Linked DNA regions of Acanthopagrus latus: region 2 is linked to region 1. Evidence: chromatin contacts called from public Hi-C data. All regions are on one chromosome and are shown on one strand. The core of a region is the stretch at or near the end of the contact, and the rest is flanking DNA. Distances in the headings are between cores, read along the strand shown.

Region 1 (5,010 bases), core at 2,289-4,788:
AATCGCTAAAGCTTGCTGTCTTTGTTTAGGGAGCTCCAGGTGGCATCGCCCAGCAGCAGCCTCCTGTTCAGCCCGATCCACTGAGAAGATTCAGGGTAAGTAAAACATAATTTACATCTACTGTCTGTGAATAGTGATGACAGAATAACTGTTGTTCTTTGACTCTGCAGCGTCAAACTAAGAATCAGGGCGACTCCCTGAAGACCCCTGTGGATACTCAGGTAACAGGATTGCTAACATCGTCAGCACTGTCTGATATGAGTGTGTGAGGGCTTATTTATTCACTTGCTGCTCCCACTTGTTCCCCCTCAGATCCCAGCTCCGACTGAAGTCACGACACCAACTCCCTGTGACGAAGAAGGCCGCCAGGCAGCCAATTAAGATGGCGCCGTTACAAACAGCACTGAAGCAAATATGGAGGAATTTCCAGCGATAATGAAACCCGATGATCGTGGAAACTTGTGTGTTTTGTATGATTTTGAAACTCACTTAAGAATAAATCTCAGTACTAAACTCTTGATTAACTGTGTGTTAATTGTCAAGTAAAGAAATTTGAAGAAAGATACAGATTGAAGATTAACATTTTTTCAATCACTTTATTGAATCAAATCATCTTTGCAATTTATAGTGGACCTCTGCTGCCATCTAAAGGCTAATGTGTATAAAAAAAACACACACACACAACAAAACAACATGAAACCACATTGTTCATGTAGAGGATACAATAAAAAGAGGTTAGCTGGATCTCTGGGCTGAAATATCTGGAGCAACAGGAGCTTTTCTGGCTTTCACTCGCTGCAGCTGAAGTGAATTCCTCTTTCATGAGGCAGGCTGAGGACAGACGTGGGCTGCGCTGTTGCGACATGAAAAATCTGTCAGATATAAATCTTTTCTTTGGGAAAGAAATTTTGACATGTTACAGTATGAAAAGAACAGGTGTAATAACCGTCACACCGCTGGGGCTTCCTGGGACACTGGAATAGAGTGGAACCATCATTAATTAGTGGCAGACTCAGGGAGCAAATATCATAACAGGACATCAGCTGTATGTGCTTCCAGTTAGTAATGAACCCGTTTATCTGTGGAATGGTTCAAACAGGTGTATCTCCAGCTCTCACAGCCTTCCCAGTCTGTTGTTGCTCCTGTCCCGACGTGTTAATGGCATTAAATCAGAATGAGCAAAATTGACCAAAATCGATCAAGTTGATGAGATAAAGCACTGAATATATTTTCTTTATACTGTTTTCAGTCAGAGTATGTCAAAGAGGATTAGCAAACCGGTGGTTGTACCTGTACCTAGCCTCCACTCGTCTCAGTCTTAATGTTTAATCTGCGTTGCGTTATTGTAGTTATCACCTGTGGTACTTGAGCAGTGATGGAATGTGACTTAGAACATGTTGTACGCCACCACATTTATCTAATCATTTTAGCAAGTTTGCAAATGCAATGCTGTGTGAGAGCCAAAGAGGCCCGTTTTTTAAATGTAGTGATAGGAAATCAGATTTTAAATAAATACAAGATAACATTAAATGCTGAATCCTTTAATCGGTTAGTTCATTTGATGCCAGAAAATTACTTTTGATACTGATAAAGTACATTTAATATCAGATACGTTGATCAAGTTCTATACATATGTATTGTATCATGTATTTTGCATTTTGTCAACTTAATTGCCTTTTGACTTATCTGTATTGAATTGTATTTATCTGGACAATCACTTTGTAACCTTGTTAAGAAGTGTGCTATATAAATGAAGATTATTATTATCATTATCATGTTGTTATTATCATTACTATTATATTGTTATTATTATCATTATATGCATGACATTAACTTTTAACAAAGGCATATTCAACAATGATATTTACTTTTACTTAACTATGACTTGGGTCATTGTATTTGAGTAACTGCATTTCTTTTTCATATAGATAATCTTGCCTTATTGGCTCTTTTACTGATAGAAGACCTGCATGAATTTCAGTCACAAAAATATATCTGCTGGGGAAAATTTACTGGGTCACAATTCAGGTTTAAAAACAAGGGCAAGCGAGCACATGAAACAGAAAACCATCAAGTGCATAAGTGCATAAAAAAACGGATTGCCCCAAAATTCCTTTTAAAAAATAAAATGCTCTCTGTCATACACTTGCACAATCTGTCCAATTTCTTCAGACAGACTCACAAAAACAAACAGCTTTTCATTTTTTCCCCCTCAGCATCAATTCTAACTCATTAAACAATTAGGTACAGTGACTGACCAATTAGATGCCAACATCAATCAGAGCAAGATAAACAAGTCGTGACAAATGTCTGATTATAAGCTCTCAGCTCCTGTTTTGCTTTTTTTCCTTTTTTTTTTTTTTTTCTCATGACAGAGACAAAAATTCTGTCGGCCTCAATGTCTGTAATTACACCCTGAAACACTGCACTTTAACATACGCACATAAAGTTTACTTAAGCACAGATATAAAGAGTGAAATATGTGCACAGGCCTCCTACATGGATGTCACTGAGTTCTGGTCCATTAAAAGCAAAACATTTCATACTTTCATAGTGGACGTCACACAGAATATTCTTAATTCATATTCTTTAGAGATGTGCTAATGACTTGACGCAGACCATGTCACGGCATTTAGAGACATGACTTACGCCTAATGACATACTTAGCCGCTCTGTGTTGTAAGTGTCTGAGTCTGTTGCCATGAGAAATGTCTGTCACACTGACCACACATTGTCTGGATCGGTTGGCTGTGGACTACAACAGCTCACGTGGAGAGGGTTTAAAAGGGACCTGGACAAGGTGAGGAGGCACGCAGACAGTGAAAGCAAGAAGCAAAGAAAACGGTAAAATCATTTTCTAACGCTCGTTGTTTCGTTGAAGTGAAATGGTAAAATGCATTTTCCAAAACTTGATGAAAGTATATGAATTCATGGAGCTTGTGTTTTTTTTTTTTTGTTTTTTTTTTGTTTACCTGTTTCTTTACAGCCTGTAAGACATCATGAAGCTCCAGACTTCCCTTCTGTTGGTCTGTCTATTCAGGACAAGCTTTGCTCTTCCAGTAAGTTTTTCTAAAATACATGATTGCCGTATCTTTTCAAATGGCTGAGATGAGTCAGATGTCTTATGTTTTAATGTTTGTTTTACAGGTTCAGATTGGAATTCTTGCAAGCAACAGTAACGAGGTAAATATAGCTATTTTCAAACTTTCATGTTTGTGGTTGCAAAGTGAAACTGTAGGAATATTATTACCACATTTAATGCAGCCATTTTTGTCTGCTCAGATCCTGAGACTGAATGGACTGACTCTCGCAGCACTTGGGCAAGCACAGGTACTGGAAGTTTATCAACGTGAATAATATATGAGCAAAAATGAATAAATAAATAAAATGCAAACTGAATCGGGTCCCTTTTTCTCTAGGCGTCTTCACTTCTACCCCAGTTTGTGCTGCAGCAGCAGCCCGACGTCCTGCTCACTCCACAGATGGTGAACTTGAACCCTCAAATGGCCAATCCCTTTGGCCCCCAGGGGCCCCAGCTGATGTTCCCCAACCAAGGCAACCAGCTAACGCCGATGATCTTCCCCAATGGCCAGCAAGAGCAGTTCGGGCCTCCGCAGGACCCCAACGCTGCTAATGTCCCCCAGCAGGCCCAAAACCCTGCTCAGGTACAACAAAGCAGCATGGAGAAACAGTGATAGTGCTCTCCCGTAGGTCATGCGGGGAAACTAAAGATTGTTTGTGATCGTCTTTCAGATGTTTCCACATTTCCAGTTCCCGTACGGATATCCCCAGTTTCCCAGTCAGCAGGTATGAAGTAAAACATATTTACCTGTAGGCAGTTCTCAGTGGGTTTATGGAGACCCTGCACTGCAGATTTATATGGCTTCTATCATCCACAGGGCTTCAACTACTTTGTGCCTCCTTATGGGTATCCTCAGCAGAGGAACACTGCAGTGCTGCAGCCCAACAACGGCCAGCAAACCCTGGAGAGAACCACACAGAGACCACAGCTCCCTCTGCAGGTGAGGCATGCAAGATGACGCGACGTTAAAAGAAGGGGCCCGACTTCTGCAGTGTATCGCTCAACAGTTGTGATTCCATTCTTACTTTTTATGAAGATTTGTTGGCGCACAAGTGTTCAGTACACGTAAACTTCCCTTTGCCTCAGTGAACTGAGGTTAAAGGCCAAAGCAGCAGACTGTAATGACTAAAGACTTAATTATAATAAGCTGCGGATGTTGATTCATGTGCGGTGACTGTGATGCAATGTCGACAGTCTCCCATATCAACCGCAGCTGTCTGTCTGCTTAGCTGTGGAAGGCTGAAATCACGTCACCTCGGTCGTTTCATCAGTAAATAAGTGTTAAGTAACTGTGGAGTATCTGCACTGCCAACTGAGACCTGTCACAGCTTATAAGTTTCATTGTTCAGTAACACTGTTATTTAATTTTAGACTCATTTACTGCTTGTCAGGTTTGTGCAGATGGCGCATTTAAAATAGATGTCACAGGTGAGGTTTATTTGCATATACTGCAAGTTTTTAGATCAGATAATCTTTTGTCAGTCCCACAACGGAGACATTTACATTGTTGCAGCAGCAAAGGGGATAGCAAATTAGATACAGGCATCGATAAAACCCCTAGACAATACATCAGTAAAAAAAAAGCAAGTTATGAATAAGAGAAAAAATGTACTATGTATTTACTTTTTACTTTTGTGTTGTAATCTTTCTGCATGTCTTCCCATTTAAGCATGCTTCACAGCCTAAGGTGCAAACAGAAAAAGTGAGTAGACCGAATATTTTCATATACATGTTATCCTTTAAATATATATGCACTCATACTGAATACCAATGAAAGAAACATGTATGCACCAGTTAAGTTGAATTTCTGTGCTTTTGTAACTTTCCCTAACTTTCTGCATCAGACGTGGCCACAGGGGTCACACAAAGAGTCAACTACAATCCCTCCTGATCCTCGTGGAGACGCATCCGGCCCAGGGATCGATGAG
Region 2 (4,989 bases), core at 503-3,002, 150 kb after region 1:
TTAAACGCCACCTCCCTAATTGATTTTGTCATTCTAGATGTTGGCAAAGAAGTCAGGAAACATAATAAACATGGCATCAGTTGCATCAAGCATAAAAGGTAAATGATCTTCCACAGATCTTGTCACTGTAGATGACTGCAGGACGAATTTCACAGGACATTAAGTCGTTGAAGTATGACCATGTTCATTGTAATCCTCTTATCTCAGATAATTGCTTTGCGTGCGCGCGTGTGTGTGTCTGTGTGAGTGACATATGTGTTTCCTCGACACAGGTGTTGTGAACCGGTGTGTCTACAGTACCTCCAAGGCTGCAGTGATCGGGCTCACCAAGTCTGTAGCCGCTGATTTCATTGAGAAAGGCATTCGCTGCAACTGTGTTTGTCCTGGTGAGTTTAGAATGCCCTACAAAAAAAAAGTCACTTTGTCCTTTTTGGAATGCTGGTGACTCAAGGTTACCAGCGTTTTAAAAGATAGCTGATGACGGATAAATGAGGTAACTGATGAATGCTTGAGCACATTGTGTATTTCCTCAAGTTTGTCCCCTTCAAAGCATTGTATGTACAAGAGCCATGTGAATCAGCAGACATGAACTGAATGCACTCACACCCTTTTGGTAATCAAAAACATCCAATTAATCAAAAGCTGTCTGTATGTCTGTCTTCAACATTTTCTATCTCATCAGGCACTGTTGATACTCCATCACTGCGGGGCAGGATCCAGGCCCAACCTGACCCAGAGCAGGTGCGCGCTAGACTATACTCTGTCATTTTCTCCATTCGTAATCTGACAGTAATACCTGCTTGAGTCATCTAACATGTACAACTTATCCTCATTTCCACAAGAACAAGTCCTGATGCTTTAAAGATTATGAGTGATTCAACGGTAACCCTACCCTCTCTCACTCTTCTTTAACTTCTCAGGCTTATAAGGACTTCATGGCAAGACAGAAAACTGGAAGAATGTGCACAGCTGAGGAGGTGGCTCACTTGTGTGTTTATTTGGCGTCAGATGAGGTGAGGGCTTGCAGATAACAATGCAATAAAACGTTGAGGCATTTTATGTGGTACATCATATCAGCAGTCTGGCACTATTTTCAAGGCTGCAGCTACCACTGAAGCAAACAGAAGTCCAGGTGATTTTTATGTGTTGTATAAATTTGCGGGAGCGATTGGTCTTTTGACCTCCGTATTCCTGAAATCCTGGCTACGTTCTGGGTGCACAGTCCGTAGTTTACAACTGCAAATTAAGTTGTTGTTGACTAGTTAGTGATGAAAGCATTTCCCAGTGATCTGATGTTTCTTGGCTCCTCTACAGTCGGCCTACGTGACCGGGACAGAGCACATCATCGACGGAGGCTGGAGACTCTGAGAAAACTGCAGCAAGCTCATCCAGACCGCAGTGGAGGCCGATGCCTCGATTCTCATTCTGAAGCCCAAATAAAAGCCACAACATTCGACTTGATTGTCTGTTTGGATTGTGCATATTATGGGAGGCGCATACCAACTTTAATCGATGCTGCAAATGTGTGCAATGCCAAAATATAACACTTGTTGATTGACATTGTTGTGAGTAACTACAGTGTACATGTGTTGTTGTCATCTAATAATAATAAATACATCCCTTGTTAGATGTTTCACAAAGTTTGAGTTTGGTTATTATTAATCAAATATGTTTAAGCATCTATATAAACGTCCTCACTAATACCCAGTGTGACTTTTCCATTTAACACCCACCCCCACCCCTTTCCCAGGCAAGCAGCACTCCTGTGCTCAGTACATACATGCTTGGACATCACTAATCCGCCTGATTCCTATTTCCCAGCTGGTCTCTGTGCCACAGGGCTGCCAGAGACGCTGCCGCTGCCAAGCGATGACACTGTTAACGATATGAGGTGAGCTGCTTTTTTTCTTGTATTGCAATACTTATATTTATGTAGGGAGCCCCAACAGAGAGGGGAGTCATGACCGAGGAGCGGTCCCCTGTGGTGTGCTGGACGTTACCATGCTGCGTTCACTGACCAGCTGTTGGTACTGTGTGGGACGCACACGGACAGCTACTGGACGTCAATCCAATATCGGGCAAGGAGGGCGCCTGTTGCCGCGAACATTCAAAGATTTTGACCTGTCTGAACCGGCGTGTGTCAGCGCAGAAAGTGAAACTGAGCGTTGCTTTACAGTAGCGATATCAGACAGTGTAGGTGAGCGGGTTCATGCGACAGTCCAAAGGCGGTTAGAGTTTCACGCCAGCTACTAGGCTAATATTTAAGCTAATGTTAGAAAGTGTATAGCTGGTGAGTAACACGGCTCGCCGTCGCTACTAAAAGCACTGCCTCTTGTCCGATAATGGGCCCATGGGCGCGGTGTAATGTCTGGCGTGGATTTACCTCTTCGTTACTGTAAACTAACGCTATATGTCCAGATAACTCTGTCCCTGTACGCGTACAGACGGAACCAAGCGTGAAGACGACCCTGCCGCAGGCATTAGTTAGCCAACATACAATGGCTGCTGATGACAGTTGACCAGGCTTGTTGTTGGCATAGAGGTGGTTGACTCCAACCTACTTGAGCTAACGCACGCTAAATGTGCCATATGGTCGAAGCTGTAAGCATTGATTAGTGTGGTCTGTCCGGAATTGGATTAACCGGCGTCTGTTGCCATAAGCGGCTGTCACAACACTGTAGTAGCGTTTTAGCTCAATGTAAACGACCTGTCAACGTTTGTCTATGACATACCTCTAAGTGGAGCTGAGGAAATAGCAAAGAGTGTTGTATTCAGTCCATTGTAGTAAGCTACAGCTGAGTTACGATGGAGTACAACGCCATGTTGACATGTTAATCAAGCGAGCAGCATGTAGCCTTGTGTTAGCCTCATAGATCCTCCTCATGCACTCAGGAGTCATGTGGCTTTTCCCAGCCCCAGCACAGTATCTGTTAAACCAAACAAAACAGGCGTGTGTGTGTGAGAGATTAACTTATCATTTCATGCCATTTTCCACACTTGTTTCAACACCTCTGCTCTCCAGTATTAAGTCAATAATAATTTGTTTGCCTTCTGATAAGACCTTGTTGTATGAATAGGAGCCTGTGGTCAGAGTTGGACATACAGAAGCAGAAGTGAAGGAACTGCCCCATCCATGGACAACCCCACCCCTCGGCTTGTTGTACTGTGATAGAGAAGCCAGTGGATCAGAAGCACTCAAGTAGTCGATTGCCATGGAGGACACCAAGCCCAAACCGGTCACCCCAGAACCGAGCCCTGCACCTAGTCCGGCACCTAGTCCGGCACCCAGCCCGCTACTGGAGAGGATTGCTTTGCCTGCAGCAAACCATGTGGAGGTATAGTATTTTGCCAACAAAATATATCTAGTTATATTCAGTTTTTACTGCCCGGACAAAACTGAAAAGTGTGTTCATAAGCCTGGATCTTGGAGGGGAAAAGATGTTTTTTGTTGTCACCATATAAGACAGTTTAAGCTACCCTGTCTCTCGTATGAGTGTGATGTGTTAGTTTAACACTGATCTGTTGCACTTTTAATATACTGCTCTCTAATCTTGTTAAATTAATTAGATCATTTGTTCATCATCAGTCAAATGCAGCCAGAGGCAAAGGCACACAACTTTGTGTGTGTGTGATGTACCCACCTGAGTACTATGACAAAGAGGGTGTTATGGGAGTCACGGTTATCAGCTTTCAGTGCAAGTTCCTATCTTCACTCTATTATTTGCCACGATACTCTTACTGTTCTCTGCTGGTATGATGCAACTCTGTGTCGCCCACACTGATAGGGCACGACACTTAACAAGGGTTAGGCAATTAAAGAGGCTACAGAGGCATCCTCCAGTTTTATAATCTGTCCTGTTCTGAGAAGCTGAGCCATTCATGTCGTCTGCTCAGCTACGTGTTTAAGGCCTGAATCCTAACAGATATATGTGCTTGCATTGAATATTTCATGTATTGACTTAACAGATATGTTGTTACGTCATCTAACAAAACATTATTCTTGTTTACATTCTGATTGTTCGTCTCCAGCACCTAAACGTGAACCAGATCCAGGTGGTGGTACGGCGCTGCTCTACTCCGAACATCACAGAGGAGACCACCTATTTTATTCCTCGAAACCCGGTGGTGGATGCCGGAACCAACACTGACCCGCCTGTGGTCTGCTGCCCCTTGCTCCGCAGGTTTTGCCCTTGTCCACCAAGAGGTCTTCTGGCCTCTCTTATCACAAAAGGTAAGAGATGGCGGGGACTCTAGTTGGCTCAGTGAGTTAGTTCCTTGTATGTCAGTCTCTTTGTTACAACACTGTGGAGCGACTGCAGATAACAGGACCAAATGTATTAATTCATGCACAAAGAGAAATGTTTATGTTTCCATTTATATTGTAAAGTGGGGATCTTTCAGTGAAACGATGATAGTGATATATTTACTAATGTCCATGTCTGGTGTCCTCTCCAGTTCTGTTGGCAGCTGTGCTCTTTGGAGTGGTGTGGTCCATCACAGAGGACGAATGTCTTCCAGGGGGCAACCTGTTCGGCATCACGATCCTCTTCATCTGCGCACTTCTCGGTGGCAGACTGGTGGCCCTCATCCGTCTGCCCAAACTTCCACCATTCCCACCACTCCTCGGTAAGGCTGTGGACTCAGTGGTTATGCTTTATATTTAGTTACACAGATGCCTCCACCATGGGTATTTTTAACAAAACAATACATCATAAGCATTTTTAATGCTTTTTTGACTGGGGAATTTCCAGCTATTATTTTTTTTCTAAACAAGAATACGGAATCATTTTCAGTGCTATTGTTGATGTGGAATTATCAGTCACATTTTTCATCATGAATCAGGAGGTATTTCTAAGAGGTAAGCAAATGGCAGGTAGAGGTGGTGATTGGTATCGTGCCAATACTCTCAGATCACACTTTTTCAGAGAAGTCCTCCGCCCAAGCATAAGTCAGATTGGCCACTACGACTGTCTCTTGGCAATTGTCTAA

Evidence for each region. A called contact is a pair of places that touch in the nucleus more often than the background predicts.
Region 2: a contact with region 1 is called in a Hi-C map of muscle, with 4 times the contacts expected there. The contact joins the promoter of si:dkey-162b23.4 here to the promoter of odam in region 1. A contact is called at or near these places in 2 of 4 Hi-C or Micro-C datasets (both in muscle).

Annotation. Positions count from the first base shown.
Region 1 is chr1:13,004,976-13,009,985 of fAcaLat1.1, forward strand. odam reads left to right here and starts at 3,539. Exons shown (of 6, transcript XM_037107309.1): 1 at 3,539-3,665; 2 at 3,754-3,807; 3 at 3,900-4,022; 4 at 4,752-4,784; 5 at 4,927-5,010. The coding sequence starts at 3,540. It overlaps scpp9 (secretory calcium-binding phosphoprotein 9), which reads left to right. Exons shown (of 8, transcript XM_037109041.1): 6 at 30-95; 7 at 171-221; 8 at 313-512. The coding sequence ends at 381.
Region 2 is chr1:13,156,375-13,161,363 of fAcaLat1.1, forward strand. si:dkey-162b23.4 (sodium/hydrogen exchanger 9B2) reads left to right here and starts at 1,753. Exons shown (of 13, transcript XM_037099239.1): 1 at 1,753-1,891; 2 at 3,078-3,335; 3 at 4,030-4,231; 4 at 4,456-4,626. The coding sequence starts at 3,213. bdh2 (3-hydroxybutyrate dehydrogenase type 2) reads left to right here. Exons shown (of 10, transcript XM_037099259.1): 6 at 38-98; 7 at 273-386; 8 at 683-741; 9 at 921-1,013; 10 at 1,315-1,636. The coding sequence ends at 1,368.